Regions from separate parts of the Hordeum vulgare genome. Here region 2 is linked to region 1. The links are chromatin contacts, called in public Hi-C maps. All regions are on one chromosome and are shown on one strand. The core of a region is the stretch at or near the end of the contact, and the rest is flanking DNA. Distances in the headings are between cores, read along the strand shown.

Region 1 (4,501 bases), core at 1,412-3,911:
AGTACTGTATAATTATTAGTCAGTTCCTCTTTGATTTTGTTGGCGTGCGGGCGTGCTGGGTGTCCGGGCGACATGTCCGGGATGGGGTGAACTCGTGGTTACGTATTGATCGACCACTCGTGAGGGATAAATTGCCGTCTTGGTCGTGGACCTGCTGTGCTGTCCCGGGCATGGGTGGATCATGGATTGGATGCTGCTGGAATACTCTGCAGAGCAGTACGAGTAGTAGCAGCGTGGATCACATGCGTTTTCGTGGAGGCTGGGAACTTGGGATCATGCATGCATGATTCCCGCGCGTGTCACGCTGATGTGCTGCGTGTGGCGTGCGTCCGTCGTCAGGCGGAGGAGCCCCTGAGGTAGAGAGATTCCGTGCAAGGTCCTGCTCGACCGCTCCGAGCCGTGTCGTGAGCTCAGTCAGTCCATGGAGATTCGTGAGGTGGTGGTGCCTGGTGAGCAGTTAGCTTGATCGGGCGTGTCGACCGACATGCACGAATGGTTGCTGCTCACGTCGCCGCACGCCGGGCTACGCGGAGCCGGCCGGCTCAAGTCGGGCCAGTGCGGTCAGGCTGGCGGACGGGACCGTGAGGCCTCGTTTGGTTAAGGGGGATTGGAGAGGTTTTGACAGAAAAATCATCGGGGTTCAGAAGTCCCATAGATCCTCGGGTGTCTATTTGGTAAGAGGGGTTTGCTTAACCCAATCTTCTTGATTCCCCTTCAATTCCTTCCTATTCATGTGTTTTAAAACCCTCCTCAGGGACTAGTGAAAGCAAACCCCGATGATTTGAGAGGATTGGGTGGAACAAAGAAATTCACCACCCAATCCACTGAAATTCCTACCTTTTAAAACCTTCCCAATCCCATTAACCAAACGAGGCATGAGTGACAGGGTTGTTGGCGGTGGCAGTGGCACCGTCGTCAACAAAACGCAGCGTCAGAGCGGGGCTGGAAAAGCGCGCGGCACTGTGCGGCGAGGCAAAGTACGTACGTACGTACGTACTTGGCTGTGCTCGAGTCCACGAACGGCCGTGCGTTTCACACGGACGTACCTACCTCCAGCCTCGCGGCGGGCACGGTGACCGGAGCGAGCGGCGGAGGTGTGTGTGTGTACGCAGGCGCACGGCGGTAGGCATGGATCGTGCAGTCCGGGCTGCGGGGGCGATGTGCCCGTGCGTGTGTTTCTTACCCCGAACCTATCGGTCTCATTCGTATGTACGTGACGCAGCCGATTCGTGGCACTACCCAATCAACCGCCCGTCTTGGCTTTCATCTGATCCAGTTCGACGGTCGACACGGCCACACGACAGCCCGGCCTATTCATCGCAGAGCGTGCTAGCGCCATAGTGCACGTCCTTAAACAGCTGCAAGCGGCATATGCTCGCCATTATCAATCCACACCACCCCTACTGCACATGAGATGACCAAACGGTCTGACGACCCAACAGTCGACGGAACCAGGCGGCAGCTGTCAAGCAAACCCGTTAAGCCGGAACCGGTAGAACATGCTTAAACACCACGACGACGACGGCGACTTTCTCCACGAAGAAGGCAAAAAACAGCGCCACTTGCCAGTAAAATTAACCACGAGAAGCAGTGGTTTCGTTTCCTTTTTCCTGCGCGTGTTTCCCCGCCGGTGAGGACCCCCACCGTCCGCCGCGGCGGTACCACGACCTACGCGTACGAAGCACGTACCGCTGCCGCGCCTGCATGCATGCAGGCAGGCAGGACGTGAGGGACCGGCCGCCGCGGCGGGCGGACCGGCCGACGTGTCGTGCCCGGCGACGCCACGCCCGTCTCACCAGTAGTACATAGGCCGGTCCAAGCAACATGTGCCGATGCCGATGGTGACCATCCGGGGCAGGGTCCAGCCGGCCGCCCTGCACCCGGCGACCCCATTCCCATTACCGCCACTGTACGTCGACGCCGTGCCGCCGGCCGCCCCGCGCGCTTCCTCACAGCTTTGACGTGCATGCATGATTAACCGCATGTTACGGGCAACCCCTGGCTAGGACAGGGTAGGATGGAGGCCGGGCTACGGCTAGGCTAGTGAGAGCAGCTTAGCTGCTGCTGCGCTACTGTAACAATAGCCTGAGGCTGTCGGTGGCCCCAGCCTCACCAACTGCCGTACCTACCCCAGGCACGGCACATTGAAGCCCTCCCGGGCCAGGTCCCCGCCGGTCAGAGGCCGCCCGCCGCCCGCGTGAATCCCGCGGTCACCGTTTTCTCCGGCCATGGCCTCATCATGACGACGACGAGGATGCATTTCTACGATGAACCAAGAGCTGCATGCAGCGGCGTAGATAGACACAGTAGATAAATAAAAATCGGGCATGGCCGGCGCGAGAAGGGACGCCCGCGTGTGCTGTAGCGAGGGCGGCGGCGCAGAGATAGGGGCACGCAGGACCATGACCATCCATCCATGGTCCAGGCTCGGAATGGTCCATGGCGTCTCTCCCTCTCTGTGGCCTGTAGCAGCGTCACGATGAGAATGGGGAAGAAAGGACGGCCTCTTTTCTTTTCTTTTCTCTTCTGTGTGGGGTGAGGGTCAAACACGACGCCATCCTTCTCTTTTTCTTTCTCCGTTTGCATTGGGCAGTGGTGTGGAGGGTGCCAAAACGAACTTGCATCCGGAGTGGTGGGTACGCAGCTAGGACACCAGACCCGAGGATGGATGGCTAGATAGAAGAGGAGAGGAGAGGAGAGGGGAGGGGAGGGCCATGGGCAGCCCTTGGGATTGGGGCGGGGCAGTGCATGCGTGGTCCATTGATTGCTCCATGGGGCTGCATGGGGATGGATGGATGGGGCAGCGTCTCGAAATGGTATTGGTAGGTGCCATTGGTTCTCCCCACCGCCATCTCCCCTTTGCATGCCCGTAAACTAGCAAAGCGCACCAGTGTTCTCGGTTTTCACCACGTCGACCCGAGCAGGGATGAAAACGTATGAAAGTGCAATGACATTCGTGGATGGATGCGGTCCGAACAGGGACACGAGCACACTCTCCTCGGCCGCGATGCTGGCCTAAAATGCAACCGGAAGAAGCTCGTCCAAAGCTGACCTTGGCTTTATTCTACTAATCGAAAGCATTTGCATTTGCATTTCCATGCATGCATGCATGTGGATGCCGGATGCCAAAGCGAGACTGTGAGAGAAGAGAGGTTGGGCCACAAGCGATCGGTCCATCCATTCCAATTCCAATTCCAATTCCAATTCCAATTCCATACACGGACGGATGGAACGATCGGCGAGGCAGAGGCATTCCCGGGGCTGGCTTGGGGAAAGTGGCTCGGACCCAAGCATGGAAATACTACCAAAAGAACACGTACGTACCAAGTACCAAAGCAAAGCGCTTATTCTACTACTCCTAGTTCCCAAGCCATCGCTTTGAAGTTTGAATGCCTCCTTTTTCTTTTCCAAGTAAGCATGCCACTGTATTCCCTACTCTGGCACAGTACCTTCGTCGTCTATATGCGTGCGATTATTTTTCTTTTCTTTTCTTTTGGGTTGGGCTTTCTTTTCATAAGAAAGTAACAGTGGGATCCACATCCGGTTTTGTTTTAGTTATTTCAGTTCGTCAGGGTTGTAGTAGTGGTAGGAGGCTAGGAGGTGGGCCTCCCTCTCGGGGGAAATGATGATGGCATGGCAATTCCCTATGGCTAGGGTTCTGGTGGTGACTAGAGCGGCCGTAGTGCTGATCCTGATGGCGCCCCGTCAAGTCCATCAAAGCAAAAGCTACGAGACCCTCCCCGCCACAGGATTCTTGCTTATCTATAATCTACTTCATCTGTTTCTAAATATAGGTCTTTTAAAAGATTTGACTAGTGGTCTACATACAGAGCAAAATGAATGAATCTATATTTTAAAATATGTCTATATACATCCGTATGTATTCCACTAGTGCAATCTTTAAAAAGACTTATATTTAAGAATGGAGGGAGTATAATTCACCTAGCAGCAGATATCCTGAGATTTCTTTCTCTCTTCTTTATGGGTGAAGCTACTAGTAGCACATAGCCATATGCATCTTTTCGTTTCGTTTCGTTTCGTTCGTCTACCATCACTTTCATGCTTCTGTTTAGCTCTAATAACCTCCAATAATTTCTGTTGCATTATTAGTACTACTCCATGGAATTAGAAGGCAACTGGATCCATTGCCCAATGGAACTTTGCGTTGATAGTAGTGGCAGGTAGGAGTACCTCTAGGACAGTGCATGGCATGGCATGGCCTTTCGCGACGCTAGATCCTAGGGCTTTTCTCCTCGGAGTGCTGCATTCCTTTGCCCGGTAGCGTGTACCGTTCCCAGCTTTAACTCTCATCACTGTGTGCGTGGTGTCTGGTCCTCTCCCCTCCCATCCTTTGTCGTGTCAAGGAACAGTAATGATTGTGCCCGACGTGACTTGATGACCCTAGGCGTCCTACCAGTACTCCTCCTCCCTCCTCCTAGCGGCATTGGCACAGCCGGTACACTTGTCACCCACTAAAATCCAGGGAAGATAAATCGACATC
Region 2 (4,057 bases), core at 1,379-3,878, 120 kb after region 1:
CAAAAGGAAAAAAGGACAGCAAACACAAACACAGAATGGATAAGAAAATATGTACCTTAAGCCATTGTAGAGAGAAGTTCCGGCCATAATGTGCTGTTCCATTAGCAGATTTCCAATTTCCGCCACCAATGTAGCCACCAATCCTAGAAGTCATCTTTGCACAACCCTTGAAAAGCATAATAGAATTAGAGCTAAATATGCATCGCTTACTGAATGGCCTCAAAATAGTATTCTCAACTCTTAACAATGAGTTTGAAAAAATGTTCGTAGTCAGCATTGAAAAAATGTTCATAGCAAAATTTACCTGGAAATTACGTGTTCTATTGATTGAGAATATTAAAATAACATTGTCCATGGATTCAAAAGCTTCATTTAGTTTAGCCTCATTACTCCTTTGAGTAGCCCAGATTCCCTGCTGAACTGATATTTCCAGGTTCTCACGATTGCAACTCTTAACAATGAAGTACCTGATTTTTCAAGTTTACAAACCCGAGATTAATTAGAGAACTGTTATAGTATCAGAAGACACCTCATACTATGAAACAAGAGAACTTCTAACAGAGGAAACATCGTGGTGTGGGTGATGGAGTTACGAAATATGTGTGCATCATTATCCCTTAACCATAACAATAGATCAGATAATAAGTACTGGGATCATATATCCATACGAATAAGATGAGCATCAACAATTGAAAAATGACTACGGAGCAAACCATCGAATAGTAGAAGGTCAACCTGTAGTACTGTATTCACGAACACAGTAACCCCAAATACAACCATTGACACACATTTGGATTTACTTATGTCAATTGTTCTGTATGGTTTTGCAACTATAGTATCACATAATTGTGCGAAATCTTGGCTGCTTAAGTACTAGAGCACATCACCTAGAGATGATAAAAACTGAAACGCATAAATACAGTATTCTTTTAGAACAAATACATAAATAATGTAGTCAGCGAGAAACTATAAGGCGTTCATAGAAAGTATTCGAATAACTCAAAGAGATACATAGTTGAGTTCTATAGAAGTGCACGTTCCATATGTCAATTATCACACTACTCCTCCAGGAACTGCAGAGGCATGCTCCTAATGTACACTTTGTTATCAAATGTCAGAACATATAACATAATGTGTCTATTTTATGATATATATGCTATGGGAACTGAAACTATGTATATTGTTTTCACATTGTATGCTAAAAGCTTTACAAGATTGACTAGAAACTCCACACACACCTAGATGACCCTTGCGGAAGGGGTGTTGCAAGTCTGGTGGGTTGATTAGAGGAGCCATTTGGAACACCTTGAACCTGGTCATTTGTATTTGGCTTCTGCTGCTGCACCTGCTGCTGCTTCTGTTGGGGCTGTTGATTCATTGTTTGAGCTTGTTGCCCGGCAGCTGGTTGCATTGCTGAAGCAGTGGCATTGTCTGTCGAATTTTGGTTAGGTAAGCCTGAAGCAGGTGGAGGTCGAGGCCTGTCCCCCTGCTGATTATAATTATTGTTCCTGTGCTGATTAAACTTGTTGAAATTGGAAGACCGCATCTGCAAAATCTTCGCGAGAACTTCCTCAACAGGAGGTGGTGGTCCAGGTAACTTGACATGCTTGTACCGGCAATTTGGGCCATTAGGGCAAAATCCCATCTTATACCTGCAAACGACCATGATATACACAACGTCAGACTCGCTGGATGCCCATAAAGACTCATTTCTTTACATTTAAACAATACACTATGACTACGCAAAAACAGATAATTAGTGTCACAGTACATTTGATTTAGTATCTTGCATCGCCCATGGTCTACAAGTTATACCAGGTCATTCTCTGTTGCAACCAACTTCATGTACAATGTGTTTCGACATATGTATGCTGTCATCAGGTTCAACCAGCAGCAACCAAAAACCCATTGTAGACACTAAATTCACTCAGACTGAACTGAATTACAGGATAACAATTGAAGACTGGTCCACGGATATTGGTCACAGCAATCTTCATCAAAGCCTAAATTCCTCAATCAACAAATGAAATGAGCACCCAAGTAGGTAGATTCCCAATTTAACAAATCGCAATCGCCAAATCTGACCAAAATTGACCAGTCATGCGTCTCCAAGAGCTAGAAGAAACCCATCAGTATGACTGAAATTAACTACCTCCCGACCAAATTTTAAAAAAAAACAGAGCTTTGGGCGGATCGGAGCGGATTAGGGATCTCACATGTTGCACTCCTTGACGTCGTCGTACGAGTGCTTGTAGGCGCAATCCGGCTCGCGGCACTCGCCGTAGTCGCGGAAGAAGCGGCACACGGGCATGCGGGCCTTGTCGAACTGGTGCAGGAACCCGCACGCGTCGCCCTTCATGCACAGCCCCCGCAGCCAGTGCCGGCACACCGTCTGCCTGTAGCTTCCGCGCCCGCGGCCTCGCCCGTGCCCACCCCCATCCGGGCCGCCGCCGCCGGTCCCGCCGGCGTCGGCCGAGGACGGCGCTAGCCCTCCCGCCGCTGGGCCCGTGTCGAGGCCGCCCTCGAAATCGAAGCTGAGGCCGCCGTCGCCGTCGCCGTCGTCCATGAGGAGAGGTTAGGGTTTGGGCAATCTCTTTTCTCTCCCTCTTTCGACTCGAGAAGGGTTTCAGAGTTTGGCAGCAGGAGTATCCGTGAACTCTGCTTCTTCTGGGCCGTCCGATCTTTCATATCCGTGATCTCTGTTTTCCACCGAAAAAGGCGTATTTTTTTAAGGCGTGGTAGGCGATATTTTCAACTAGTATTATGCCCATACCAAATACAAATATCGCTTAAAAGATATTTTTGATCAACCTGTCGTATCTACTATCATTAATAATCATTTTATAAGGTGATAATATGAATCTTTCATCATCACGACATCAAACACATGCACACAATGTTTATTCGTCCGTACGTAATACAATTGCAACATCCTTCTTCGGTAGAGAAGGGGCGGCGGAGGAGCAGAGGAAGAGCTATTGACGTGGAGGAGGAGAACAACAAATTTTTGTAGAGAAGAAAAGGTCGAAAAGCTCGTGAAAGATTCCTTCAACCGTTTATATAGTTGCAAGCATTCGAGCAATTAAGAATCTTGTGAAAAAAACTCAAAGACATTGTGTAAAAAACCCTTTGTGTTGAAAAAATTATTTAATATGAGTGCACGAGGTCATATATGATAAAAATGTTAAAATCAAACCAAGTCAACAAGCCATACATAAATAAAAACAATGTAGAATGTCTAGTAAAAAGTAAGCCCTGTTGTGTGTTATGGTAGCCCTATCTCCCATATCTTTAGATGGGGGGACTCCTATGATTTAAGCGAAAAGTGACCTTGACGACCTGACAAACGCCAAACACTTGGCTAGTGTGTCTTGGCAATTGTTAAACCAACCTTCTCTTTGTTACCGATGATGTAGATGGCATAGGCAGCTTGAGCACAAAGGTCAAATCCTGAATTACATCATTACGATATCAAACTCCTGCACACAATGTCTTTCATTCGTACGCAATACAATTGCAACATCCTTTCTCTCTGACAAAGTGCGGTGGAGAAGGGCCGGCGGAGGAAGAGCTCATGTCACGAAGGATGAGGACACCATCTTTATGTAGAGAAAAAATAGTTGAGAAAGGTCCCTCCGACCCTTTATACGGTTGTAAGCATTCGAGCAATAAGGGGTCTTACGAAAGCCAAGCTCAAATTGTCCAAGAAGAGCGCCATCGTTGAGACAATTATTTAATGTATGTATAAGGTTGCACAAGATCCTACTAGCATACATGGTACAAATGTTAAAATCAAACCAAGTCAACAAAAGAGCAATCAAATTGCCATAATTAACAAGCCATACATAAATGAAAAATCAATGTAGAGTGTTCACTAAAAAAAGCCCTGATGTGTGCTACGGTACCATATCTTTCAATGAGAGGCACTCTGTTCACTTGAGCAAAAAATGACCTCGAGGACCCGACAACACCACACACTTAGGTTATATGTTTTGGGAATCGTTACATCAATCTCCTCTTTGCTACTCATGATGCAGATGGCATAGTCAATTTGAGC

The links. A called contact is a pair of places that touch in the nucleus more often than the background predicts.
Region 2: a contact with region 1 is called in a Hi-C map of seedling, with 2.2 times the contacts expected there. The contact joins the promoter of LOC123407783 here to the enhancer-like site in region 1. A contact is called at or near these places in 2 of 6 Hi-C or Micro-C datasets (leaf and seedling).

The regions. Positions count from the first base shown.
Region 1 is chr7H:592,166,385-592,170,885 of MorexV3_pseudomolecules_assembly, forward strand. No RefSeq gene overlaps it. Among protein-coding and RNA genes, the nearest start is that of LOC123412954, 13 kb to the left of the region's middle. Within about 2 kb of position 2,662, at least 2 of the 3 cell types and tissues checked have open chromatin away from gene starts, as enhancers often do. A contact at or near this core is called in seedling, where this site is marked.
Region 2 is chr7H:592,290,632-592,294,688 of MorexV3_pseudomolecules_assembly, forward strand. It overlaps LOC123407783 (zinc finger CCCH domain-containing protein 45), which reads right to left and starts at 2,629. Exons shown (of 7, transcript XM_045101000.1): 1 at 2,217-2,629; 2 at 1,239-1,652; 3 at 305-467; 4 at 56-166. The coding sequence starts at 2,566.